Linked DNA regions of Mus musculus: regions 1, 2, 3, 5, 6 and 7 are each linked to region 4. The links are chromatin contacts, called in public ChIA-PET, Hi-C and HiChIP or PLAC-seq maps. All regions are on one chromosome and are shown on one strand. The core of a region is the stretch at or near the end of the contact, and the rest is flanking DNA. Distances in the headings are between cores, read along the strand shown. Region 1 holds the start of 3300005D01Rik (RIKEN cDNA 3300005D01 gene). Region 2 has its middle 29 kb from the start of Gm41516. Region 3 has its middle 84 kb from the start of Gm41516. Region 4 holds the start of Arid1b (AT rich interactive domain 1B (SWI-like)). Region 5 has its middle 42 kb from the start of 4930470H14Rik. Region 6 has its middle 15 kb from the start of Gm41516. Region 7 has its middle 110 kb from the start of Gm41516.

The links. HiChIP or PLAC-seq counts read pairs in DNA pulled down with a chosen protein or histone mark. A called contact is a pair of places that touch in the nucleus more often than the background predicts. ChIA-PET counts read pairs in DNA pulled down with a chosen protein or histone mark.
Region 1: an RNA polymerase II ChIA-PET map of memory CD8 T cells shows a contact between it and region 4, with 22 read pairs. The contact joins the promoter of 3300005D01Rik here to the promoter of Arid1b in region 4. A contact is called at or near these places in 1 of 484 Hi-C or Micro-C datasets (CD4 T cells), 3 of 115 datasets of contacts at active chromatin or transcription factors (memory CD8 T cells, pancreatic cancer cells and thymic regulatory T cells) and 1 of 9 other capture datasets (liver).
Region 2: a contact with region 4 is called in an H3K4me3 HiChIP or PLAC-seq map of forebrain, with 8 times the contacts expected there. The contact joins the enhancer-like site here to the promoter of Arid1b in region 4. A contact is called at or near these places in 4 of 39 promoter capture datasets (the C10 cell line, hippocampal neurons, pre-B cells and 1 more), 1 of 15 datasets of contacts at CTCF or cohesin (pro-B cells), 2 of 484 Hi-C or Micro-C datasets (cerebellar granule neurons and cerebral cortex), 9 of 115 datasets of contacts at active chromatin or transcription factors (SST interneurons, astrocytes, embryonic forebrain and 6 more) and 1 of 9 other capture datasets (pancreatic islet).
Region 3: a RAD21 HiChIP or PLAC-seq map of pro-B cells shows a contact between it and region 4, with 8 times the contacts expected there. The contact joins the enhancer-like site here to the promoter of Arid1b in region 4. A contact is called at or near these places in 3 of 39 promoter capture datasets (the C10 cell line, frontonasal cranial neural crest and stem cell-derived epiblast-like cells), 1 of 15 datasets of contacts at CTCF or cohesin (pro-B cells), 1 of 484 Hi-C or Micro-C datasets (cortical neurons) and 6 of 115 datasets of contacts at active chromatin or transcription factors (astrocytes, embryonic forebrain, forebrain and 3 more).
Region 5: a contact with region 4 is called in an H3K4me3 HiChIP or PLAC-seq map of embryonic forebrain, with 5 times the contacts expected there. The contact joins the enhancer-like site here to the promoter of Arid1b in region 4. A contact is called at or near these places in 3 of 39 promoter capture datasets (the C10 cell line, hippocampal neurons and pre-B cells) and 2 of 115 datasets of contacts at active chromatin or transcription factors (embryonic forebrain and forebrain).
Region 6: a contact with region 4 is called in an H3K4me3 HiChIP or PLAC-seq map of pro-B cells, with 6 times the contacts expected there. The contact joins the enhancer-like site here to the promoter of Arid1b in region 4. A contact is called at or near these places in 8 of 39 promoter capture datasets (the C10 cell line, cranial neural crest, embryonic stem cells and 4 more), 2 of 484 Hi-C or Micro-C datasets (adipose-derived mesenchymal stem cells and myocytes) and 8 of 115 datasets of contacts at active chromatin or transcription factors (SST interneurons, astrocytes, craniofacial prominence and 5 more).
Region 7: a contact with region 4 is called in a Hi-C map of cerebellar granule neurons, with 5 times the contacts expected there. The contact joins the enhancer-like site here to the promoter of Arid1b in region 4. A contact is called at or near these places in 3 of 39 promoter capture datasets (the C10 cell line, hippocampal neurons and pre-B cells), 3 of 484 Hi-C or Micro-C datasets (cerebellar granule neurons, myocytes and ventral hippocampal neurons) and 8 of 115 datasets of contacts at active chromatin or transcription factors (astrocytes, craniofacial prominence, embryonic forebrain and 5 more).

Annotation. Positions count from the first base shown.
Region 1 is chr17:5,797,097-5,800,657 of GRCm38.p6, forward strand. It overlaps 3300005D01Rik (RIKEN cDNA 3300005D01 gene), which reads left to right and starts at 1,561. Exons shown (of 3, transcript NR_045081.1): 1 at 1,561-1,664.
Region 2 is chr17:4,219,517-4,223,527 of GRCm38.p6, forward strand. No RefSeq gene overlaps it. Among named protein-coding and RNA genes, the nearest start is that of Gm41516, 29 kb to the left of the region's middle. Within about 2 kb of position 1,280, at least 10 of the 459 cell types and tissues checked have an H3K27ac peak or open chromatin away from gene starts, as enhancers often do. A contact at or near this core is called in forebrain, where this site is marked.
Region 3 is chr17:4,275,104-4,278,719 of GRCm38.p6, forward strand. No RefSeq gene overlaps it. Among named protein-coding and RNA genes, the nearest start is that of Gm41516, 84 kb to the left of the region's middle. Within about 2 kb of position 1,743, at least 18 of the 459 cell types and tissues checked have an H3K27ac peak or open chromatin away from gene starts, as enhancers often do. A contact at or near this core is called in pro-B cells, where this site is marked.
Region 4 is chr17:4,993,677-4,997,576 of GRCm38.p6, forward strand. It overlaps Arid1b (AT rich interactive domain 1B (SWI-like)), which reads left to right and starts at 1,398. Exons shown (of 20, transcript NM_001085355.1): 1 at 1,398-2,816. The coding sequence starts at 1,419.
Region 5 is chr17:4,038,528-4,042,539 of GRCm38.p6, forward strand. No RefSeq gene overlaps it. Among named protein-coding and RNA genes, the nearest start is that of 4930470H14Rik, 42 kb to the right of the region's middle. Within about 2 kb of position 1,969, at least 33 of the 459 cell types and tissues checked have an H3K27ac peak or open chromatin away from gene starts, as enhancers often do. A contact at or near this core is called in embryonic forebrain, where this site is marked.
Region 6 is chr17:4,176,300-4,179,887 of GRCm38.p6, forward strand. No RefSeq gene overlaps it. Among named protein-coding and RNA genes, the nearest start is that of Gm41516, 15 kb to the right of the region's middle. Within about 2 kb of position 1,387, at least 10 of the 459 cell types and tissues checked have an H3K27ac peak or open chromatin away from gene starts, as enhancers often do.
Region 7 is chr17:4,296,796-4,300,302 of GRCm38.p6, forward strand. No RefSeq gene overlaps it. Among named protein-coding and RNA genes, the nearest start is that of Gm41516, 110 kb to the left of the region's middle. Within about 2 kb of position 1,491, at least 21 of the 459 cell types and tissues checked have an H3K27ac peak or open chromatin away from gene starts, as enhancers often do. A contact at or near this core is called in cerebellar granule neurons and myocytes, where this site is marked.

The DNA.
Region 1 (3,561 bases), core at 311-2,810, 800 kb after region 4:
AGAGAGAGAGAGAGAGAGAGAGAGAGAGAGAGAGAGAGAGAGAGTAAAGGAGGCTGGGTTTCCAATATCACCTTCAAGGACACATACACAATGGCTCAGTCTCTTTCCTTAGAGTCCGTCAACTCTCAGGATGGAGAACAAGACTAAATGACATGAGCCCTTGGGTAGTGCTCCAGATCCAGGGCATGGCAGAAAGCCAACAAGCACTTGAGTGGCAGGCTGCCAGAGTAGCCGTCAAAGGCTTTCATGGCCCCATTTCTTTTCCTATCATGTGTTTCCAAAATGTCATAGTCCACACAGAGTACAAGTGGAGACAGGGGCCAGCTCTAGTTTGCTTGTATTGTTCTGATGAAGACCATGGCCAAAAACCACTCTGGAGGGGGGAAAAGGTCAACTGTAGTCTGTCTTACAGGTTAGAGTTCAGCGTGAAGGAAGTCACAGCAGGCGCTCAGGGCAGGAAGCTGGAGGCAGGAACTGAAACAGAAAGACCATGGCTTGCTTACATAGCTTGCTTTCCTATACAGCCAGGACCACCAGTGCAGGGTGGCAGCGTCCACAACCCACAATGGGCAGCCCTTCCCCAAACCCACCATTGACCATTAATCAAGAAAATGTCCCACAGACATGCCTACAGGACAATCAAATGAGGCATTTACACACACACACACACACACACACACACACAAACACACACACACACACACACACACACACTTAACCTCTATGCTGTCTTGGTTCCTACCTACACAGCTATCCTGGTAAAGTAGCCTCTGAACTAAGTTTTATAAAGGCCAATTTAGGCCAGGCATGGTGATGTATGCCTTTAATCCCAGCATTCAGGAGGCAGAGGTAGGCTTATTTTTATGAGTTTGAGGCCAGCCTGATCTACAAAGTGAGTTCTAGGACAGCCAGGGATACAGAGAAACCCTGTCTCAAACAAACAAACAACAAACAAACAAAACATCCAAATCAGTGAAGGAGTGAATGGTCTTGGCTGCATGGCGTGAAAGGATTCCAAGTCCACAGAACAGCACTAGCATTGGAGTTCTGAAACTGACAGGTCCCTGTGGCAAAAGCTCAGGTCTGAGGACGCTGGTGACAAGAATGCCTTTAAGAAACGGACAGGTGCTAGGTTACCTGCTGAGAAGCACAGATGTCATTTGGAAAGCTAAGAGGAAGTGGCAACATCAGAAATGTGGCTTCCGAACCTTCCTCCCAGCAGTGTGGAGGGAGGATGGATTCAAATTCCGCGGGTCTGAGGAATAGAGAGGGCACTTGGGGCTTCTGGTTGCTGAGCCAGGCTAGAAGCAGATGGACAAGGAAGGCATCAATGAGTGGCAGAGGTGCGATCCAGGGATGACTCAAAGATTCTGGCCTGTGTCACCAGGCAGAGGGTGACATCATTTACCCTCAGTGAGCTTCAGTGGTGAGTCTGCAGCTTATTAGTGCTGTGCTATCACCAATTAGGTGTTGAGCACTCAGGGGCTGCAGCCACTCAAGCATGGACAAGGAAGTGATAAAGAATGAGCCGGGAGGGGCCGCCATGCAGCAGGAAGCTGCACGTGGGTGACTGGAGTTCCTGATGAGGAAGTGATAAAGAGCGAGCGAGCTAGCAGGGGCCGCCATGCAGCAGCAAGCTGCACATGCACAACTGGAGTTCAAAGGTGAGATGGGCACTAGAAGTACGGATCCCGGACACGTGGATTTAGAGAAAGGAGAACAGAAAACCAGAAAAAATCCTGTCCGTGTCCTGAGAGACACCATCGGTAAGGGACTGATAGAGGAACAAAAGTTTGGAAGAGCTGTCAAAGACAAAACAAAATGGTAGAATTGTATAGTATTAAAAATCGGGTAGTGGGAGGGCAGTCCTGCTCCCTGAGAAGTCAAACAGAATAAGGACTGAAACTTAGCTGTCATATGTATCAAAAGAATGAGCAGTGGCACCACTGGCTGGCAGGACCCCTGAGATCCGTGAGTGAAATGCCGCTGAATTCTAGGAAAGATGGGGCCAAGCAACGAGCCCAGCTGCTGTGCTGAAAATGACCCAAATAGTCTCCAGAGGACCCGAATTGATGGTTCAGGAAGTCTGTAAGCTGGTTAATGACATAGCCATTATTACAAGTTAGATGACATAAATTTACAAAATGGATAAGTTATGCTAAAAAGAAGGGTAATAAACAAGCTAGTTATGTCACTTATTAAGTATGATTTCTTATTACTGATGCTGCCCAGGTCATTCACATACTTTCTAGCTGTGTATAGGGAATGCTATATAACCATGAGCTACTGGGCAGCTTCCTGACTCACTCGTTGATACGGGGAAGGCTCAAAAATGGCTTTGGTAAGAGTGTTCATTCCATGAGAATCAGCAAATGTACAGTCCAGAGTCCTTTCTTTCCAGACATCTGGCTCTCGGTGCCAGGATACCACTGAAATGGAGTCACAGGATGACACCGTCCCCACCCACTCCCACCCCAACCCTGTCCTCCCCATGGGACGTAGCCAACAATTCAAGTCTGGCCCACAGTAGTACTGGTCATAATCTGTCTGTCAACGCTGATCGTGGGTAGGTCGAGCAGAGATCGTTCGTTCTCTACTTGGCGTGCTGGTGTTGTGGCTCTAAAGAACTGCCTAGGTATGGGATCCAGCTTTGTGTCACAGAGGAAATGGATTCCAGCTTCCTGGCTTGACACTGAGGGCTGGACCCTAGGCCCAGAAGAAATCCAGAGCTGGATTAGAAGTCTAGCTGGTAGCTGGTCGCCTATACTGCACTTGGATGAGGGCGAAAGGCAGCAGGAGAGGCACTCAGTGCCCCATTCCCAGACGAGGAGGGCTTCTCTCAGCCCTCTCCTCGCTGTCTCTCAGCCTGGCCACACAAACCTATTGGAGGCTACAAGGTACGCAAATGGGGAGGCTGATGCCGACAGCCAAGCAGTGGAAAGTGAAGTTTGTTAAAGAAGGGGGAAGAGAGGGAGAGAGGAGGGAAGGTAGGGAGATGAGGAGGAGAAGAAGGAGGAGGAGGGGGAGGAGGAGGGAAGAGAAAGGGAAGAGCAAAAGAGGAGAGGAGAGGAGAGGAGAGGAGAGGAGAGGAGAGGAGAGGAGAGGAGAGGAGAGGAGAGGAGAGGAGAGGAGAGGAGAGGAGAGGAGAGGAGGGGGAAGGAGAAACCAATAAATATAAGAGGTTGTGTTTTGTTTTTTTAAATTCACTGGACAACATGAATCATAGATGTATGAGTCACTTGCTACCTTTGAAAGCCCACAGGGGAAAGAAAGGCCAGAGGACACAGGGAGGACTGAGCACATCGCCTAGAGAGGCTTTTGAAAGGAGAAAGCCATCCAAGTGGCCTTCCTTCTGAGATTGCTTCTCACTGCCTCTTCTGCAAACCTCTAGTTAGAGCCCAGATGCACAGCTCTGGGCCAGTCCTAGGTTAACCAGTGGACTGTGCTGGGAGAGCTGACACTAAGCTCTTCTTCAGTTCCTTTCTGTGGTGCTGGTTTTGTAGAACTTCTTGTTTTTTGAAGTGCTGGGGCTGTGCGACTCTTTCCCAGTCAGAGGACTGC
Region 2 (4,011 bases), core at 30-2,529, 770 kb before region 4:
TTTATTTTTTTTAAGGCTCATGAGACCTAGCTGCCAACAGAAGGTGCTCTTGGTTCACAGAGCAGCTCTCTTCAGGAGCAAGCAGATGCAATCATTTTGCTCTGGCACACATCAGTACAGTGCACGGAAGGGAAAGCATGCCCCATCCGAATCAACAGCATCAAACTTTCTCCACTCTCGCAGATGATCATTCCCATCCAGTCTCTGAGAAATACAAACCAGAGAGATGGCTTTATTCCCATTCTCACAGAAAAAAAAAAAAAAAAAAAAAAAAAAAAAGGCAAGTGTTCATCCAAGCCACTAGAGCTAAGTAGTCATCCCAGGGATAGCGCCATCTTGTCACATATGCTGAGAGATTACATAGAAATTGTTCCTTGTGCTTCTCTTGTGTTTCTCTCTCTCTGTCACCACTCCTACATGGAATACCACTCTTCCTAACTTTTCCACTTTGGCTACCAGACCCAGGATGCCAGAAGAAAGAAGTCAGTATGGAGTAAGAATGCAGGATGGTCCAGGCTCTCCTGAGCAACATTAAGGACCAAGGAGACCAGAGCACTGCTCATAAGCCAGCTGGTATCTACAACTGCTTCCCACAGGAAATCCCTCAGGCAGGGCACGGGTGAGCTTAAAGCTAGCAGGTTTCTTGAGCAAGTCCAGAAAGATCAGATTTTCCTGTCAGGATCCTATCACTCATATGAACTTTCTTGGTGAGCTTGGTGAGTATTCAGATATGAAGGGCCTTCTCTGTTCCTTGTCTCTTACATGGATAGAATGCCTCTTTTGCAATGCTTTTGAGGTTCTTTTTTTTCTGTTTAAAAATCCAGAAGGGTATACAGCTCAGTGCTAAAGTGCTTTTCTAGCCTCCCAGGACCTTGTGTGTGATCCTTATGACAAAGTTTTTTGTTTTTTTTTTCTTAATCCCTTCCCCAAATTTAAATTTACCAAGTCTGACAGCTATGAAAAAGTAAGCTGAATGTGAACATGAGCCATGGTGTACCAAATAAGCCGAGATTATTATAAATCAAGATTATTTTAGTTTCATTTGTTTTTTTACCAGTTGAGCTTTATAACTCATAGAAAATATTCATATATATGTATATATATATATATATATATATATATATATATATATATAGACACTCCCTTATAATAAACACAGAAGCACACTGCTCCCAGAATCTCTGGCTTGGCGGAATAAAAATGATGATATTCTTAGTTCCTCACATGAGGGGTGGAAAAAAATCTCCAAACACTCCAGGCTTTTTATAGCCCTGGCTGCTGGGTAGCACTCACTTCGGTAGCAGCCCTGGATAGCAAAGGAGCCAAACGATGCTAATGGGGCAAACAGAATGTAATTGCTTATGTGTGCTGGTTATATCCTGAAACAAATTGTTTCTTAATGCTGAGGTCAGACAGGGTTTAATTAGGAGAAATACAATTGGTGTAAAATTCTGCAGCAGCCTGCTTGTTTGGTGTCATGCCAAGTCAACACCTAGTCTCTCCAAATGGAAATTTTCATTAGAGGCCATTGGCAGCTCTAGTTAGGCTGAGTTTCAAGTTTTCCAAGTCTCCTGGTAGTGGAAACCTGAAACTCAGCATATCTACGGCCTAATAAAGGGCCATCCCCTTTGCATTCACAAACACTTCACCGTGTGCGCATGGTCTCTCTCTGGCTTTCACATACACCGATGGCCCCGTTTCCTCACTAACTAAGTGCACAGTTCCCACGGGAGTGGATGAACTGAAGCAATCGCCTCCTCTCCTTGACTCCTCTGCCCCGGCCCCCCACTACTCCCAATGCTAATAATACTTAATCTCGGATCAGCACATTATTACTTCAAAAATATTTTCACATGCACCACTTCATCCAATCTCGCCAATAAACTGAGCGGCTAGTGAGTTTTATATTTATAGATAGTGACTTGTCATAGGTCACATCTCTGATGGCTAAAAATAGATCCCAGCCTCCCTCCTGCTTGTTGGCCTTGGATTTAGGCTAAACCACAGATCTCAGAGCTTATACATATATTTTTTTTAAATCCATGTTTGCTCGTGTCAGTGAAACACTTGCAAACTGCTCTCTGTTGATTCTCTCCTTGATTCATTTTATGCAATAGCTATAAAGACATATGAGCAAAGGGTGCTATTCTCCAAAGCTGCACCAATTTCCCTAAGATTTTACAAACACATGACCTTTTCTTGTGTGCTCTTCCTTCTATATTCGCCCTTCCCTTGCATTCAACGGCCTGGATTAATGCCCGTGGCGAGAATACTGCTATTTACATTAATTTTAAGAGCTTGGGTCTTCACACCTTCAAGGACAAGGTTTGGCCAGTGTTTCTAATATGTCTTGTGTCATGAAAAAGTGTTTAATTTATTTGGAAAATTTGGCTTCGAGGCTGCTATTGTTTCTCTCTTCCTCACTTCCTTCTTTTTTATTTTTTCCTTCTTTTCGACTGAAGGCAGTTTTCATTACAGTGACAAAAACCCCACTATGTTAAAGAAAATTGCACAGAGAGACACCCCCCCCCCCAAATCTATCTACCCAACAAAAATCTAAGTCATTTTCCCCTGCAGTATCATATCAGCAGTAACCGTCATGGGTTTAAAGACATATGGGAACAAGTTTTCATTTTTATATGTGATTCTGAATGCTGAGACCCGAGCTCCTGGTGAGTTGAGCCGCACTTCATTTAGGTGCTGGGCCTCTGGGCCTGAGGTAATGTGCCTGGTTAGGGTCAAGGTAAAGCTAGACAGGGCAAGCAATTACTAAGCCATCCTTCCTCCTGGGCTCTGCTGAACAGAAAGGCCATGGGGAGTCTCACTGTGAAGGATGGTTTTTCAACCGCCCGGGATTTGGTTCCAGAGAGATTGGAAGTGATTAAGAAATTCTACCTTGCAATGTCTGCTGCAGATTCCTAGCTGATATGCAAGTCTTCTCCCTTCCCCTCCCCCCTTTCCCTTTAGACCAGGATTGCCCCTATTCCATGTCAGGCACACACCAGAAAGGAAAAGGCTCTTGAGTTGGCTATATTTACATTTTACATGTCTGGTATTTAAACTTTTCTAAGTCTGAAGAGATGGCTCCCTAGTTAAGAGCATTTGATGTCCAAGCCTGAGATCCAGGTCCAGATCCCAGCATCTATGTAACAATAAACGCAGATGGGGTCATACACAGACGCCCACGATCTCAGTACTATTTGAAGTAGAATTAGAGGGCTGAATGGCTGGGGTTTGCTGGCCACCATCCTCACTCCAAGTTTGGCGAACAATACTGCCTCAAGACAATTGGGCACCTGACTTTCTCCTCTGGTTTTTTACATGGGTGAGTCTGCACACAAACAGACACAAAGGAAATAAATTTTACCATTCATTCAGTTAAGTCCTCCATGGACTTGTCCCGAAACAGGGAGTGCTTGTCTTAAGAAACTGATGAACTGGGAAACTATTTGAGCTTAAGTGTGCATTCTGCATTTGTAGATGCTCAGTTGGGTCCCCAACTGAGAAGCAGAAAACCTCATTCAGTTGAACAGCACTGCTCAGGAATCTTTGTGCCTTCACCTCAAACATCTACCGGCTGCCGAGGCTCCCAGCATAAGTTAACGCATGAGGCCGTACTTTATAATCCTTTCACCTTTGATAACTTTATCATCAAAACAGAACTCAAAAAGAAAAACAAAACAAAAGACAAAAATCAGGCACACATTGAATATCTCAGACATTTCGATATGCCCTGATTCAAAATACAGGAGAGAAAGCCTGTCTGTTCAAAAAAAAAAAAAAAAAAAACTTCAATAGAAATTGCTAGATCTAGTGTCTTCTTTAGATGCTAGTGATGGTTTTCTGGTTTCAAAAACAGGGCTACAGTTTCAGATCCATAAAAGAACTTCCAGCCATGGAGCAAAGCTAATTAAAGAAAAAGGGCACACAGCACATTAACTTTCTAGTTTTGATAACACAGGTATCTGTTATAAATGTTGCCTCGAAATGTTGCCTCGAAAGACTTTCATC
Region 3 (3,616 bases), core at 493-2,992, 720 kb before region 4:
TTTGTTTTTTAAGACTCTGATTCTAAAGAGTATACAGAAGCACAAAGAATCTAAACCATTCTTCAAGATTTGGACAATAAAACTAAAATTATATATATAATATATATTGTTTTTTCAAGACAGGGTTTCTCTGTATAGCCCTGGCTGTCCTGGAACTCACTCTGTACACCAGGTTGGCCTCAAACTCAGAAATCCGCCTCTGCCTCCCAAGTGCTGGGATTAAAGATGTACACTACCACCTCCCAGCTAAAGTCATATTTCTAACATACATTATTTTATAATATATGTTTTTTTTAATTTTTTTAATTAGGTATTTATTTCATTTACATTTCCAATGCTATCCCAAAAGTCCCCCCTACCCTCCCCCACCCACTCACAATTTGTTACTATTAAATTACAAATATATAGATCTATGTTGTAAAATAAAAATCAGTAATGAACTTAGAAATGTATGGCTAATTTTGACAAAAATGATTCAGTGAATGATATAATTCAATAGCATAGGGATAATTTTCTTCAACAAATTTTGTCAGGAAAATTAGATGACCAAGAGTGAACCAGCCTCCAAAAAAGCCTTGGTGATTTTTGTTTGTTTGTTTGTTTGTTTGTTGTTTTTGAAGTCCTAATGTAGATTCATCTCACTTACTAGGACCTGATTTATACAAGCATCAGAATATGGTGGACAGGAGGTAGGGAATGTTCAGGAAGGAGTGATCCTCAGAGTATATTAGATCATTTTTATTCCCATGCTCAACATATTTGAGTAACTTCTTATCTTACTCAATGAAACTCAGTGTCTGCCTTGGCTTGACAAAAATGTTTTATGACTAGCTCTCTGACCTCATTTCCCATCGCTGCCTCCCTTACTCTATTGACACATGGATTTCACTCCTCAAAATCTTCCTTGACCTTGATAACTCAGACTTATCATCTAACAGGTATATGGTCCCAAAATTCTGTTTCCCTAAAATGATATTACATATTTCCCAAAAGAAAATACACATATAATTTAGACAACACATTGTATCATCTGATCCTTGGTTTCACTCAGTCAAGTGATATATTTGTTATTGGTTATATTGGGAACATGATAATGTCTACCATGGGGCTGAGGAGATGTCTCAGTTGATAAGATACTTTCTCTGTAAGCACTGAGGATGGAGCTTTCAAACTCCTTATCCATGCAAAACCTGGATGGATACAGTAGCCCACATACATTTCCAATCCTCAGGACAAGCTGCTTAGATGTACTTGACAGATTGATGTGATCCAGGTATAGCAAGAGGCCCAGACACATTATAGAAGGTGAACCATGATGCAGGAAGATACTGACATCACCTTCTGGCCTCTACCACATATGTGAACACACATAAACATATACATGTATTTCACACACATGTATATGCAAACATGCCTAGCAGAAGTGATAGAATGCAAGCATGTTGGGAATTAAGACAGAGGGTAGTGAGGCCTTTGGGTCAACTTATTTCTTTGCTCTGTTGTCTTTCCTCACTACTTGGCATATATTATTGAGCAGGAAGCACTTAATGCTAGCTCATAAGTACCACCCTCCCATGTCAGCATGGAGAGTCTGTATGCTGACAGAGTCTTTCTTCTCAGTGTTCTTAATCTCGGTTTCATAAAGTTATTTTTTTATCCCCACAAATCATTACTGCATAATGTGTTTCCCCAACTCTCAAATCATGCACTTCCCCATTAGCTCAAAAGGCTGTATGCTAAAGACAAAAACCATACCTCCATGTTCCTACATATAGAATTTTTGTGGTTTAAGAGCCTCAGTGAGGAGATGTCTGAAAATAACCTCTCAGCAGGAACAAGACTGGTACTGGGCCACATCCTCTGAGAGGCCCCAGGGCTGGATTTCCTTCCCAATTTCTGACTCTCCCCTTCAAAGAAACCCCGTACTTAAGAATCTTGACTTTCACATCAGTTGCAGAAATCTCCGACAGACACACGGAAAGAAACCATCTTTCTGGCTATGATGTACTGTGATGTTTACCATCTTGAAAGAGTCCCTTCTTAGTCAGCTGCACAGTAAGTCACCCACTGCTTCACCCAAATCACATCCCCTAAGAGAAGACTCCTGGGGATGCAGCTGGCGTTCTGTCACTCCCAGGTGACAAGCTGGCACAGGACGATTTATCTCCTCCATCCATCGGTACGAAAAGCTGGTGCTGAGGTTTTCAACAGGACAAACAAACAAACCGACAAAAACCAGGGAGGAAGTTGCAGGTCTGGCTTGTGAATTCATCAAGCACTGACTTCATGAAATGTTAATGAACAGATTCATGCAGGGACTGGGTGGAACTCATCAGGCAAACCAAAATGCATGCATTTAAGGCAACAAGAAGGAGAGAGAGAGAGAGAGAGAGAGAGAGAATAGAGAGAGAGAGAGAGAGAGAGAGAGAGGTGTTAAATCTATATGGTCTAAATGACAGGCAAAATAAATAGTATCATTTTGTCTCCATGCCTGTTTGTAGACAGAGAGATGCAAGGAGACAGAGACGACAGAGGGACATCACTCAGAGACAGTGTTGTGACATTGTACTACAAATCTTTCTGCAAGGTGAATGTCCTCTTTTCATAAAATGCCCTGACAGTGATTAACTTTAAAGGGGCAGAGTTATTCAGCTTACAGTCCTAGCTTAAAATCCTCCACTATGGGAAAGCCAGGGTGCAAACTTGAAGCGGCTGGTTACGGTCCACAGGGAAGAGCAGAAAGAAATGGTTATGTACAGACTTAGACTTTACCCAACTGTGTCTACTCATGCCATCCAGGAGCTATCACCAGGGGATGGTGCTGCCCACTCTCGGCCTTGTCTTCCCACAGCAATTCATACAATCAAAACAACCCCTTCAGATAGGCTTGCCAACCAGCCTTACCTAAACAATTCAACTTTGAGACTCTCCTCCCAGGTGATCCCAGTCTGTGTCAAGTTGACAATTAAAACTGACCATCATGGAAGCCAAAAGCTGTCCTTGGATTTGCTTAAACAAAGGCAAGAGATGCTTGCTCCAGGCTTAAGGTGGGAATCCCTTAAACAGATTTTCTTCTAAAATATGGAGGTTGCAGATATATGACAGGTTGGAGGAGGCTTTTGTGTGTGTGTGTGTGTGTGTGTGTGTGTGTGTGTGTGTGTGTGTTTCCTGAACAAAGCTGCTTTTCTTATGCTAAGAACCCTAACTTCTGCCAGTGTCCCTGAGTATGCTCTATGGACTAGAATGTTCGTATGTTCTTTTTGGACTTGCAGGAGACAGTGCTACATCTGGCTCACAGCCAGGAGAGACGGAAGCATGACTGAGGTTTCCAGCACAGAGGAGCAAGCCAGTAGAAGAAGGCTGTTTCTCCCAGTTGCCATGGGAGTGGCTCTGAGGGACTCCCCATCCTTCTCTTTTCCCCAAGTGAAAAAACAGACTCAGCCAGATGACGAGCTTGCTCATACCTAGCTATTGAGGCACAGAGCCAAACACAAAGCCAGAAAGAAACTTTTTCTTGCAAGATACCCTACATACCACCCCCAGTGATGAAATGTTTTTATTTTGGTCCAGTTCTGCTGTCCATGGGGAAGTCCCTGCTCTGGTCATGCTACATATG
Region 4 (3,900 bases), core at 148-2,647:
TACCTACTTCCGGTGCCTTTAAAAAGAGTTATATAAACACCACCTTAGATCGGAGTGGTGAATCATAAGCAATTATTGAGTGCCTGCTGTGTACACGGCACAGCAGTCTTTGCTGCTTAACCTTCACTTAAGTCTTTCATAATTTCTCAGTTGGATGAAGTTGTGGGAATTAAGCCGATGGCCTGAAATTCAGGCGCAGAGGCCAAGGTTGTGAAAAATTACATAACTCCTGAGAGAGACCGAGTGCTTTTGCCCGGCCTGCCTGAGTGTTTCTCTTCTCCACCGGCTCCTCGCCACCTCTGAGGCCCAACAGACAACTTTGCTTCCCAGCCCCTTCTCCCTCTTTTGTCTGCTCTTCAGACTCGTTTTCCACCTTCGTACCGCTCCCTTTAGACGTGAAAACAAACACAGGGCCGCGCGCGGGTTGGCAGGGAGACCGGAGGCACGAGGGGACCGAGCAGCTTCGGGCCCCGAGCGCCGGCAGCCGGTTCCCCCCCCCCTCCCCTCGCTCCCCCGGGCCGGGCCCTCCGCGCCAGGCCGGGCGAGACCAGCCGGGTGAGCGGGGCGAGCTGGCGGGCGAACGTGCGCTCAGCGGCGGCGCCCGGGGCCGAGTCCAGTCCGCGTTTTGCGAGTGCGCAGCAGCCCTCGGAGAGAAGCGGATAATAGTTGCTCCGGCTCGCTCGGCTCCCTCACGCCGCGCTGGGCCCGATTAGGCTCAGGCAAGTCGTGCATTTCCCCCCCCCCCCCATATCCGGGTTAGAGAGGGGGGAAAAAGAGAGAGAGAGAGAGCGAGCGAGAGTGAGGGAGGGAGAGAGAAAAGTTTCATTGCAAGCGGAACTAAAAAACTTTCCGCCCGTTCAGGCCGTAGCGGGCGCGAGCCCCCGAGCGCAAAGGCGCGCCCCCGGCGGGCGGCCCGGGGCTGCGGGGGGTGGGGTGGGGAGGGCACCGCGCTTCCCCGCGGGCCGCGTGGATGCGCGCAGGAGGGGCGGCCGGCTGCGAGTGGGGACATTGTCTCCCCCCACCCCGCCCGGCCGCGCCACGCCGCGGCGATCATGGCCGCGCGGGCAGCAGCGGCGGCGCGGGCGCGGGCGGGCAGCGGCGAGCGGCGGGCGCCCTCGGGGCCGCGGCCGGCGCCCGGGGCCCGGGACCTGGAGACGGGCGCGCGCGGCGCGGTGGCGGCTCCGGGCCCCATCCTGGGGGGCGGCGACGGCGGCCTGAATAATGTGCACCACCACCCCCTGCACCCCCGTCACGACCTGAACATGGCCCATAGCGCGAGCGCCGCGGCGGCCGCCAGCTCCAACAGCGCGCAGAGCGGCCGCTCCGAGGCGGCTCTCAAGGAGGGTGGAAGCGCCGCCGCGCTGTCCTCCTCCGCCGCCGTCGCGGCCTCTTCCTCCTCGGCGGGCCCCGGCTCGACCATGGAGACCGGGCTGCTCCCCAACCACAAACTGAAAGCCGTTGGCGAGGCCCCCGCTGCACCGCCCCATCAGCAGCACCACCACCACCATGCCCACCACCACCACCACCACCATGCCCACCACCTCCACCACCTCCACCACCACCACGCACTACAGCAGCAGCTAAACCAGTTCCAGCAGCCGCAGCCGCCGCAGCCACAGCAGCAGCAGCCGCCGCCACCGCCGCAGCAGCAGCATCCCACTGCCAACAACAGCCTGGGCGGTGCGGGCGGCGGCGCGCCTCAGCCCGGCCCGGACATGGAGCAGCCGCAACATGGAGGCGCCAAGGACAGTGTCGCGGGCAATCAGGCTGACCCGCAGGGCCAGCCTCTGCTGAGCAAACCGGGCGACGAGGACGACGCGCCGCCCAAGATGGGGGAGCCGGCGGGCAGCCGCTATGAGCACCCGGGCCTGGGCGCGCAGCAGCAGCCCGCGCCGGTCGCCGTGCCCGGGGGCGGCGGCGGCCCAGCGGCCGTCTCGGAGTTTAATAATTACTATGGCAGCGCTGCCCCTGCTAGCGGCGGCCCCGGCGGCCGCGCTGGGCCTTGCTTTGATCAACATGGCGGACAACAAAGCCCCGGGATGGGGATGATGCACTCCGCCTCTGCCGCCGCCGGGGCCCCCAGCAGCATGGACCCCCTGCAGAACTCCCACGAAGGGTACCCCAACAGCCAGTACAACCATTATCCGGGCTACAGCCGGCCCGGCGCGGGCGGCGGCGGCGGCGGCGGCGGAGGAGGAGGAGGCAGCGGAGGAGGTGGAGGAGGAGGAGGAGCAGGAGGAGCAGGAGGAGCAGCGGCAGCGGCAGCAGGAGCCGGAGCTGTGGCGGCGGCGGCCGCGGCGGCGGCGGCAGCAGCAGCAGCAGCAGGAGGAGGCGGTGGCGGCGGCTATGGGAGCTCGTCCTCGGGGTACGGGGTGCTGAGCTCCCCGCGGCAGCAGGGCGGCGGCATGATGATGGGCCCCGGGGGCGGCGGGGCCGCGAGCCTCAGCAAGGCGGCCGCCGGCGCGGCGGCGGCGGCGGGGGGCTTCCAGCGCTTCGCCGGCCAGAACCAGCACCCGTCGGGGGCTACACCGACCCTCAACCAGCTGCTCACCTCACCCAGCCCCATGATGAGGAGCTACGGCGGTAGCTACCCCGACTACAGCAGCTCCAGCGCGCCGCCGCCGCCGTCGCAGCCCCAGTCCCAGGCGGCGGCGGGGGCGGCGGCGGGTGGCCAGCAGGCGGCCGCGGGCATGGGCTTGGGCAAGGACCTAGGCGCCCAGTACGCCGCTGCCAGCCCGGCCTGGGCGGCCGCGCAACAAAGGAGTCACCCGGCGATGAGCCCCGGCACCCCCGGACCGACCATGGGCAGATCCCAGGTAACCCCCGCGCCCGGCCGGGCCTGCTTCCGCCCGGGCCTCGCGCCGCGAGCCCGACTTTCTTTCTTCGCCGGGTACTTTTCCCGGCGGTTGGCGGGGGTGGCGGGGGCGCGGCGCCGCCGGGCCGGGGCCGGAGCTGGCGGGGCTGGGGAGCCGGGGTGTCCCGCGCCCTTGCTGCGCGCTGCGCTCCCGTGCCAGGCCCGGGACGGGACCTCGGTGCCCCAGGCCGCGCCCGCCCGGGGAGGGCTCTCGGGGCAGCGGGCTCCGGGGCCCGGCTTGACTCCGCCGGCGCCCACGGTGTGCCCTGAGTGGGCGCGGGGAGAGAGGAACTTTCTCTCTTCGGGCCTCGGTCGGTTTCCCATTCCCCTTGCGAGGAGGAGGCAGGGGGAAAAAAAAAACCAAAAAAAAAAAAAAAAAAAAACCCAAAAACCGAGGTTAGCTTTGTGACAGCCGTGGCTGGTGGAGTTTGGATGTTTACCAGCAAGAATAAGACCCAGATTTACAACGGGCGGAGGCGAAATATTGTAAAATAACATCGATTCGTTCCTAAGAATAGCTGGGGAGAGATCCATTATGGGGCTAAGGGCTCCTTGGAAGGAGTCACCTTCAACCGGGAGGCGATGTTGAAGGAATAGATTCCGGATCGATGGAACTTATTTTGATCATGGGTTAGGTTTTCCTTTTTTATTCAGCAAACCTAGTAAGGTAGTAGGCCAGAGAAAATGGGTCGTTGTGGATCGTATTTGAGTGGATTTTCTTGATTTTGCTGTCTCCCAAGTCCAACAGCGTTGTTAGGAAGTGTCTTGCGCTCTGGCTGTTTCTTGCTAGTAGGCTGAGCCTAAAGACTGACTTGATCTCTCCTTTGCAAGGTTTGGAATTTGAATTGTGGAGGTAAACTGGCTGTAATAGTCTCCAGACAGCTGCCTCTGAGTTGACATCTAATCTGCCATCTGATTGGCTCCCCTCTCACCATTGGGCATTTAGCACTGCTGATGTAAATAGAAGTGCGGAGCAGTACAGTCACAAAAATTCCTGACACAAATAATAACTGAACTCTATTCCAAGCACATGGAAGATTGAATAC
Region 5 (4,012 bases), core at 719-3,218, 950 kb before region 4:
AGCTTTCAAATGATACCCCTCTGATCTCCAGTCTCTTGCTTATTGTATCTTCTTGAGTGCAAGAAGGTTTAGATGTTCCATCTCCAAGTAGTTAAGGTCTGCGTCCCTGTCCAGCATGGTAAGGCTTATGGAGCTTAGGACACCTGCCATAAAGGTTGAGAAATCAGGAGTTTAGACAGAATATAAAAATGGGAAAAATTATGGGGACATGAGAAATGATTGGAGTTCTTCTTCCTAGGACCTGGCTGACATCTCATCTCTCTCCAGTAGAAAAGCAAGGAATTCAGCACAGACTACACTCAATACCTTTTCTCTTTCCCAGCTACAAACCTGAAAATTTCTAAGATTCTCGCTAGAAAACATTTTCATTTACAGAGAAGGGTTAGGCAGCACCCACCCACCTGTCACTATGCATAACTCTAGTGCCTCTGTCTTAACTTACTGTATTATAACCTCACCCAAGAACTCTCCAGAACTAACTACCTTATAACTGCACTTAGCAAAAGAGAGGAAGGAGGAAAATGGCAGTGGAGGTGTTTTGAGCAGTCTTTATGTGTCTTTGTCAGCACCAAAATGTTATATATGGTTAATGCCAAGATAATCAATCCTGTTTATCATTTCCATATTCACACTTGGTTGTTTTGCTGTCAACAACTCTTGCTGAAAGAAGCCCACAGCCAAGCTTCCCGCTCTTTATTTCCAATCACCCCCATTTCTCCTGAACCCTTGTGCTTCTGGGAGATATTAGATTTCTAATAAAATCTCCAAATTTACTTCATACTTCCTGCTCTGAATTTTTTTTTTCGGCATCTAAGTCACTCATCTTGGCTTGGCCTGAGACTAGTTCCCTAAGAACCCAGGAGAACCCCTTGGGATGTTGAGGGTAAAGGTGTAAATGGAGCTGGGTCTCTGTCCACTCAATGCTAATGTGAACACATAGGAAAACATCTCATTAGATATATTCCATACAAACCTTTTAATATGCTCACTGAGCAAAGAAATGAAGAAATGGACCCTTTGCCCTTGCCTGTGTTCCCTACTCTTTGTGGTCCGGCAAGCTGTGGAGGTCTGTGAATTTTCCCAGTGTGATGTACAATATCTAGATGACTGACAGGTCCTATCTTCACATGATATAGGTCAATATCACCACTTCTGCCCATATCTGTCAGCTGAGAGGTTGAGTTTTACATGGGGGTTGGGGGCAAAGGTGTGCATAGTTAAACAGCCCTGGAATTACTGACTCAGCATTGCCTCTGCTCATCTCCTCTCCTACATGATAATCTGAAAACTTGTTAGAACACAGAAAAATCTCTTTCCCACAGCCGAGCTATTACTCTGGCTTTTACTGAGCTGCTTGTCTCAGTCTCTCCCCCTCCCCCTCCCCCTCCCCCTCCCCCTCCCCCTCCCTCTCCCCCTCCCCCTCCCTAGCAAGAGATTCCTGTCAAATCCCTTTTTTGTTTTTTTTTTTTTTTGTTTTTTTTTTTTTTTAGGGAACCATTGTTTTCCTAGACAGCTTGCCAGACAGAGGACATGGGTATCTCTTTCCAGTACGTTTCTCTGCCAGGATGGCTACAAGCTGTCCAATAAAAGACTTGAAGAGCTAACAGGCATTTGTTACTTTGTTTCTGAAGATCTCCAAACCACCCATTGAAACCCAGCCTAATTTGAACCCCTGCATTCTTTGTACTCACCAATCCAAACCTCCGCAGAGGACAAGGAGGCAAACACATGCCCAGCAATCAGCAAATAAGGAGGCAGGCAATTGGCAAGTCCGCCCACACCAGCACTGAGGCTGGAAAATAGCGGCCAACAGAATTCTTCAAGGACACTTTAGAGCAGTCTGGGAAGCTCAACATAGCTGTCATTAACTGGGAGGCTGCAAGAGCCAAGGGTGGTTCAGGGGCTCTGCAATCAGCAATAGGGTGGCTTGGTTCCCACAAAAACATCATGCTGATCATACAGCCTGAAATGAAGGACCATGAGTGGCTGGGAGTGGCGAGAGCCCTTAACCAAGCAGCTGACAATACCCAAATCAGTGCGAGGGGCAGCAGGTCACAGGCAATCTTTTCAGAGACCTTCCTTAGAGAGGAAGAAATAACATCAGTATTTTGCAGGCTTCTCTGTGAAGACATGACTTATGTACTGTGGTTTAAAAAGAAAAAATAAAAGGAGGGTAATTTAGAATCTCATGTCCCTTTTGTAGCTATGCAAGTTATAAATTATAGTGTTACAAAATGTAGCCATTTTAGTTCCCAGTGGGTCCTGTTCTTTGTGTGTGTATTTATCCAATTGTCTGATTCGCTTAAGTTTCTAACTACAGGGTCTTGTTCTGGCTTTTCCAAATGAATAGTTCTAAAAAAGGCAAAGCAACAATCAATTTTTAAAACCCAGATTTACTCTGCTTAGAGTCATATAAGGATAGTTACATGGTTATACAAAACTGCTCCGACCTGGAGACAAAAGGCCGGGGCAACACCTGCTAGTGACTGCAATTGTCATTTTTCTTTGCTATGAATGGTTCTCTATCTTTCACTGGGGTCGCAGCTCAGCCTGATATTGATCTCCTGGGCCTTGTTCAAAGTGAGATGACGGGTCTATTTGGAATGATAAGTAGATAAGGATTATAAATTCACCTTGAGAATAAATAAAAATAGCTCTTCTGACAATTTTTTTTTTTACAAGAAAGGGAAGTTAACCTACTTCATAACAAGCAAGATCCTTTCCTTCACGGCGATTTCATTAGTTACTAGCCTCAAAAATGGGCTTTATATTATTGGATTTTAATAATTTTTAAGCCACTAGAAGAATTATAGATTAAAAAAAAAAGATTTCTCCCATTCTGAACCAAACTTCCTTACTTCAGACTTCTTTTGTATTATATTTAGTGTGTGTGTGTGCGTGTGTGCGTGTGTGCGTGTGTGCGTGTGTGCGTGTGTGCGTGTGTGCGTGTGCGCGTGTGCGCGTGCGTGTGTGCGTGCGTGCGTGCGTGCGTGCGTGCGTGCGTGCGTGCGTGTGTGTGTGTGTGTGTGTGTGTGTGTGTGTGTGTGAGGGGAGCATGCATGTATAGATCAAAGGAATTCCTGTTCTTCTTTCACCACGTGGGTCCTTGGAATTGAACTAGGGTTGTCAGGAGTGGTGGCAAGCACCTTTATCTGATGAGCCATGTCACCACCCCATCACTGCAGACTTCTAAAATAGAGATCATACAATCCCACATTTACAAAATAATGTGTTCTGCTTCATCCAGATTCCTGCTATGCCCTACTTTTCATCTGTGATGCAAAAGCTGCTAACATAAATCTCATTTAACCTAGCAGACTACACATAAAGAATGCTTCCAAATCTGAACTGGAGTTAAACGGGAATGTTAATAAATGGAAGTAGACTGTATCATCCCTTGGCTTCTCAATCATCTTGCTGAGGTGTCTGTTTACTTGGGTTAGGGTCAATCTTGATTGTCAACTTGATGGGATTTGAAATTACCATGGAAACAAATCTCTGGGCTTGATGGTGAGATATGATCTCGATTAGGTATGTTGAAGTTGGAAGGCATACCACAAACATAGTAGCTTCACTCCATGGGGTAGGGTTTGGAGCTAAATACAAAGGGAAACTGACATCTGTCAATCATTCTCTGCCTCTTAAAAGAGAATGTAATGGCCCAGCTGCCTCAAAGTCCCGATGCCATGATACCACCTCCATACCCCAGTGATGGACTATAACCTCAAATTAGGAGCTATAATTAATCTTCCCTTCCTTAAATTGATTTTGCCAGGAATTTTGTTGTAACAAAACAACACAAATGATACTTTTACACAGCTTATATATGCACATATGTATTGGATGTCTACCACGTTTCTTATGCTTGTCAAGGTCTTGGGACTGTTTTAAAGCAAATAAACATTTTCCTTGCCTCTTACTGTTAATGTATTAGTGAACAATGTGAGATCAGAATATTCTAGAAACACAAAGAAAGGACATCACAGCATATCAATTAAGGGCAACCTCTCAA
Region 6 (3,588 bases), core at 137-2,636, 820 kb before region 4:
GGCATAAGATGGTGGGAGTGGGGTTCAATGAAGTAGAAGACTGGGTCGTGGAAGAGCAGAAGTGTTCACAGGAATCTGTGCAAAGTACAGAACTAAAATGAATCGCTTCTGTTCGATTCTCAACCACTTTCAACTTGTTCTGACACACGCTACAATAATCATTAAATGCTCAGTGAGTGATGGAAACAGTTTTATTTGCAACGATTGCACTTGGTTTTGAAAAGCATAAGCGTGTAATTCAAAATGGACTGTTTCAGCTTAAAGAGAAATGCCCCCAAAGGCCTTGTGCTGAATGCTTGGGAGCCAGCCTGTGGTGCTGTTTGGACAATGGAAGCTTTAGGGGGTGGGGTCTCTTTGGAGGATGTGGGTCAGGAACACACATTTGAAGGATGTGTGAAGAGGCTGGCTTCTTCCTCTCTGTCAGCTTCCTGTCTGTTGCAATGTTAGGAGGGAACTGTTCTGTTCCTACTGTCTCTACATCTGCCTCACTATAAGCATAAAAGCAATGGGGCCAGCTAATCACTGGCTAAAAGCTTTTTTGTTTTTTGTTTTCGGTTTTGTTTTTTTTTTTTTTTTTTTTTTTTTCGAGACAGGATTTCTTTGTATAGCCCTGGCTGTCCTGGAACTCACTTTGTAGACCAGGCTGGCCTTGAACTCAGAAATCTGCCTGCCTCTGCCTCCCAAGTGCTGGGTTTAAAGGTGTGTGCCACCACTGCCTGACACCTAAAAGCTTTGAACCATTTGGTCAAAATAAACCTTTATTCCATAAGCTGGTTTCCACTGAGCATCTTGTCCCAGGCACAATTCTCTGACTTCATTGAATACTTGGTCTTTGGCGGAAGGGTGCCTCACACTGACAGCAGCAAGCAAATGTTACAGTTTCTGCAGGGAAAATACAGTATTTCTATCTCTGTGGCGCTTACCTTTGTGTTTGATCTCTGGGATTTCTAGAGCTAATGATATACTGTAGCCAGCTAGAAAGAGCATCTGTTTTAGGAACTGAGAACTTACAAGAGTCATTTGTCTAGCTGATCTGTTCTTATTATTCTTTTCCCATCCTGCACCACTATTTTTCTCCACTGATCAAATTTACACAAAATAAAGGGATGGAGAAAAATACCAAACAACCATAATTTCCTCTCCTTTCCAACGGCACCTTCCTGTTAAATAATTCTTTGAGCTATAAAACACTCAACTTTCTTTTTCCTTTTCTCTTGGTAAGCATGAGTTTTCCTTTCCCTTTAAACAGAAGCCTTTCACTCACTGGGGCTTACACGCTTAACGATAATGTGCTGGAGTTCGCCCAGGAGAACAATACGTCCATTAATCTGCCTCGTGCTTAATTGGTAACTACTGTATGGGCTGGCATTTCAAACACAGATTGCAAATGTACTTGAATTAGTTACTGTTTAATTGATACAAGTGCTACTCAGCTGAGAACCAACACGCTGCTACTGTAGGAGACTTGAAAGGAGAGATGGGGGGGGGGGGAAAGAGACTTGATTGTGGCTCACCCTTTGTATGTTTACATCAACTATTCACAGAGTATAATTACATTTCTGTTCACATTGCTGTAGCAGGCACTAGACCAAAACAGACGGCAGAGGCATACCTGTAAGGCTTGCTGACATAAAGAGAAGCAGCCACCTACAATTCTGTCATCCACAGTCTTCATTTTATCCCTCCCCTTCCAGCGGTAGTTATGTATGTATGACCGAGGTTGGGGTATGTGCTATTTATCACAAGATGGAATGCCTAAGAGGATAATTTTGACAATCTCTCCAGAATAGCAGGATTTCAAGGAAATAGAACACTATCATGGCAATAATTCAACTCTATTGCCTTTCACACCAGTGTTTTCTTTGAACATATTTTTGACAGAGAAAAATTAATTCCTTGAGATTAATTCCCAAACAATTCTATGTAGGCATGCCTTGCAAGAACCATTCAGCTTGCCTTTGAACTGAAAATGTTTTGATCTGGGATGTGTGCTAAGATTGGGCCTGGGATGTAGCTCATGGGTAGAGTATGTGCAAAGCATGCACAAGACTCTGGCTCTGTCTTCAAATGGAAAGGCAGAACTCCTCGCTGGCTATGTCCTATGCACCCACACTTACACTAGGGCACTCAACATACAGTTTCTTGCATATCCCTCCAAATAGCCTTTCTTTCTTCTCCAGTTATAATCTTTTCATCATTTTCTGAGTCCCTGCAAAGTAACTCGACAGGGAAAAAAAATCATTAAACCAAACTTTGTTAGAGTTAGCACATTTTTAGGCTTTAATGATTTTGATTTACATAAGGCTAAAAGCTGCTGTCTTGATTTTGCAGGTGTATGTGGATCACAGAATAAATGGAGGCCTTTTATACTCAGAGTTCATAGAAAACAATCACATTTATTTTGTTCAATCTTCAGTGAAAATTCTGTCACTGGTCCAGAAAGTGGTTATTGAGTATCTATTGAACATCCAGTTTAGTCTAATATTATGAAAAACTCATCTCAATAAAACTGCCAATGAGTTTCTAGCTGACACAGAGAAATAGTTTCTCTGCCATTTAAAACATTATTTAAGGGTAGGGGAGAAAACTAAGTAAAATGCTTGCCAAGCAAACACAAGGACCTGAGTTCAATCCCCGGTGCTCAGGTAAGAAGTTTAGGTATGGTGGCACTTGCCATAATTCTGGTGAATTAGTGTAATTGGCAAACACTCTGGGTCCTATTGAGATATTTTGTCTAAAAACACGGAATAGGTGTTGCCTGAGAAGTATACCCAGTATTGCCCTCTTAACTCCCCATACACATATGTACACACACACATACACACACACACACACTCATACAACTCATTATTCACTCTGGATAGTGTAATTTATCTTTGATCATGTCCTGCAATCTGAACTTGACATTGATATTCTTATTTAGTTTGGTTTCTTTGATGTTAAAGCCCATCTGGTTTGTATTCAGCCCCTCAGAGGGCTGCTTCTCAATTGCTTCTGGAAGCATCACACTTCCTGCCCCTCCTCCCCCAAACATTTAAAAATGGAATGAGTGGCTGGAGAGATAGCTCAGTTAAGAGCACTTGCTGCTCCTGTAGAAACACAAGGGTTTAGTTTTCAGCACCCATAAGGTGACTTCCAAGCCCCTGTAACTCCAACTTCAGAGGCTCTAGCGCCCTCTTCTGGCTTCCATATATTCTCTGTATATACACCATATGGTATATGCCATATGGTATATATACAGACAATGAGGCACATGCAGTTAGGTGGATGGATGGGTGGGTGGATGAATGGATGGATAGGTAGGTAGATAGATAGATAGATAGATAGATAGATAGATAGATATCTCAGATATCTTTCTTATTATGCACTTTCTTTGCTTAGTCTCATGTTGGCTTCTGACTCCAACCATATAACCTACATATATAAGAAAATAAATTATGTATCATAATTCTCATGGATTATTTCCTCTGAGAAAATTTTTTAAAGACCTTTATAAAACCATTGGAAAAAAACTCAGATGAAGCATCCAGTTGTCCTTTAGGTCCCTGTTTGGTTCTTTAGTTATCTATAGCCATATTTATAAAGCCC
Region 7 (3,507 bases), core at 241-2,740, 700 kb before region 4:
GAAACATTGAGTTCCAGACAAGAGCTTTAAACTAAAAAGACAAATATGCCTCTAAAATGTGCCATGCCTGGCGTCTTTGCAGCGGGCCTTCTTTGAGGCTTCAATTTGTATCTGGACCCTAGGGAGACTTTGGGATTAGCAGGGCCTGACCTAAGTATCACATGCAAAACATGGCAGGTGTCGGCAGCTTAAAGAAACGGAAAGGGATGGCAACTACAGAATCTGTGGAAAGCAGCCAGAAGGGGTGGCTCTGGCTGCCCATCTGTTATGGAAAACTAATTCTGTGCCAAGAACCATGCTGAACCTTTTTTTATGTGTATCTGATCTCATATTTCACCAGTGATAGCACATAGATATTATTTTTATTTTTTATTTTATTTTTTGCAAAAGAGCTAGGGGAAGTAGAGAAACTTGTGTCTGTCACACAGATGCACTAGGTAGTAGCAGATAGCTAATCTCTGGCTGGTTCCCAGGCACAGGCTTATGACACCCATGCCTTGGAACCATGCTCAAGCACTGGCTTGTTGACCAATCCTGACTTTAGGTTGACAGTCGTGAGGCAGTATTACACTGTGTTAGTGAGGCACTGAAACCAGCCATGTGGAACTTGGTGTGTGGTTCCCAGGGACAGCTGAACCCCAAAGTCAGAAGAGGAACAAGCAGTCAACTCAGGCATGCTCAATAGACATTAGTGTTGCTTCTGGAACCAGAAGGCTCAGGTTGGCAATTGGGCTATCATTAATACCAGGACTCTGGGTTCAGCACAAAGGAAGAGGCCAGCCAGGATGAGACAGCTCTAGAAGGAAGCAGAGCTGCTGCTGAGGATGTCAGGCACACAGAGAGATGTGGGGAAAGGCATCCTGGCCTCCACCATGCTGCCCAAGCTTCCTTGAGCCCCACCCATCGCTCAAACCTTCCCAAGGCACTGCAGTGAGCTTTGTTTCATCTCATTTCAGTCTGATACTACCTCTGTCCTCAGAGTCCATGTCAGGAAGTCATGACAAAGTGACCCTTGCTGGTCACAGAAACTTCTAGATTTGGACTGATAGAAAACTGTCCCTAATGAATTTTGCTCTCTATGGAGGTGCTTGTGAGAGACAAATTCATTTTTTTTCTTTCTCTTAGATTTATCATTCTATACCAACATAATCCATGACCTTTTAAGTGGAAGACAGTATTGCCCATGACTAACTATATCTGCCTCCTTGCTTTGTAGAAGACAATAATGGTTGTAGCCTATCTGAGCAGCCAGTGGGTCTCAGAACAGAACTAGTTACTCTCCTGTGTGTGGTTTGGGTGTGATGTCTCCCATGTCTGCCACAGGCTCCCACTAGCTCCTGTGTTTGAGCACTTGGCTCCCAGCTGCTGGTGTCATTTTGGGAAGGCTGTGAAATCTTTAGAAGTTGAAGCCTGGGTTATAGAAGCAGGCTCCCAAGTGCCAAGCCTTGAGGGCAATAGCTCCACCCTGTTTCCATCTCATCTCCAGTTTCTGTCCACTGCGGTCATGTGGCCAGCTGTTAAACCTCCAACCACTACAGACCAATCAGCTCTAGCTACCACGGCTTCCAGCATGATGCCTTCTAAATTGCCCACCCCCCCTCTCTCTGAAGAGGATTGGGGTTTTTCTTTACTTTTCTTTTTTCTTTTTTGCTACAGCACTGAGAAAAACTAATATTATTATTCCGATAAAGGAAAGAAGATTTTACTGCTTAGGCAAATACTCTACATTAGCTTCTGTATTTCTTTCTGTGATCTGCACCTCTCCCAGCACGTAGCACAATATCTTCCTGAGGGATGTGGTCAACGGAAATAATGGGAGGAGTTTATTGTCACCCTCCATGGCCAAAGGTGATTATTATAGCCAGCACTTACTGTTGTCTGCATTAGCAGCTAAACATGGGGAATGTTAGCGATCAGTAGATCTTGAACTTATTGTTAATTATCAGGTACCATTGTAACATCAATGGCTTTGCCTGCTTTTGGTTCAGTCCTTTCATAAGCTCAGCTGAAAATGCAGCAGACAAAAGTCTTTAATGTAAATTTCCTGGGAACCCGTGTCTACTCAGCATTTTCCTTTGTTCCGGTTGTGCCCCGTCACCTGCTGCTTCAGCAGTGAGTCCCTGTGCCTTTGATCAGAGCACTGATGGGACTTTCATAACACTTGATATTTATAATCAGAGAGCTGCATGCGGGTTATTGTCACATATTCACAAACGTGCCTCTCCTTCCACTGAGAAGGAGAATATGCCCCCTGATAACAATAAAAGTGACAGAGGTACTCAGTGGAAGAAGTGGGGTTTAGAGGGGACCACCTTGGATTTAAGTGTCTGGAACATTGCCTGGGATGATGGACACAGCCTGGTATCTGCTGAGGAGCACAATGAAGTGAGAACACATGAAATACAGGCAAACTTTTATCTACTACAGAGAAAGAACCTCCTGGGAAAATACAGGCCTGCTAGGAAATGGTGCGGGCATGAAAGGTGATTTATGTTTCCTGCAGGCAGTTCTGAACTAATTCCCAGAATGGCATGAAGGGATTGCCAATTTGAACAGAAGACAAACTGTGCTCTCTGTCCATTTGAAACCATATCACCTACAAGGGTAATACAAATGGCTGGTTTTGGTTGTTTTTTTAAGTCACTTACTTCTAAGGAGATCCAAGGGCTTCCCACCCATGAGTTCATTTACTAGCATGCTGGGAACACTGTTCCCCCATGTGCAAGAGAAGTGCTACTTCCCTAGGTAGAAGAGAGTGACAGCATTCCTCTGTTCCCCCTCACTCTGCTTAACCCTCTCTACACAAGCCAATCTCTCTCTCTCTCTCTCTCTCTCTCTATATATATATATATATATATATATATATATATATATATATATATATATATAGTGCTAGCTGGCTAGGCCCAGTGCACCTGTAAAGCAGCAGGGTCATTTAATCCTGGGATATGGCATGGTGCTATAATCACAGCTACTCCAAAGGCTGAGGCAGGAGGACTGCAAGTTTGAGGTCAGTCTGGGTTAAAGAGTGAGTTCAAAGCCAACCTGGGCAATTTATCGAGAAATTGTCTTTAAAAAATAAAAAGTGAAAGGATTCTGGGATATAGATCAGAGGTTAACGTGGGGACCCTGAGTTCATCCCCAGCATCCAGAGAAAACCAAACAGTCCAAAGCAGGGTTTTTCAAGCCAGAAGATACTTGTGAGTTGAAGCTAAGTGAACCTCACCAAGTCACTGAACCTTTCTAAGCCTTGGTTTATTTTGTCTGTAAAATGGGTATGGTGATTGTCACATTTCAGGATTGTGTGAAACACAGCCAATATAGGCACAGTGCCTCATAGACTGGCTACACACTCAATCCTGGAAAAGCTGTGCCATTGCTCTTACAAAGTTAGTTGACTCTAGAGCCAGCAACATGCCTGCTCCTCATCTCGCTCTCCCGTTCGCCCTGCCCCCTTTTCCAGTCCACTTTGTGGGATAAATTTAGAAATCTGGTGGAGCCCGGATG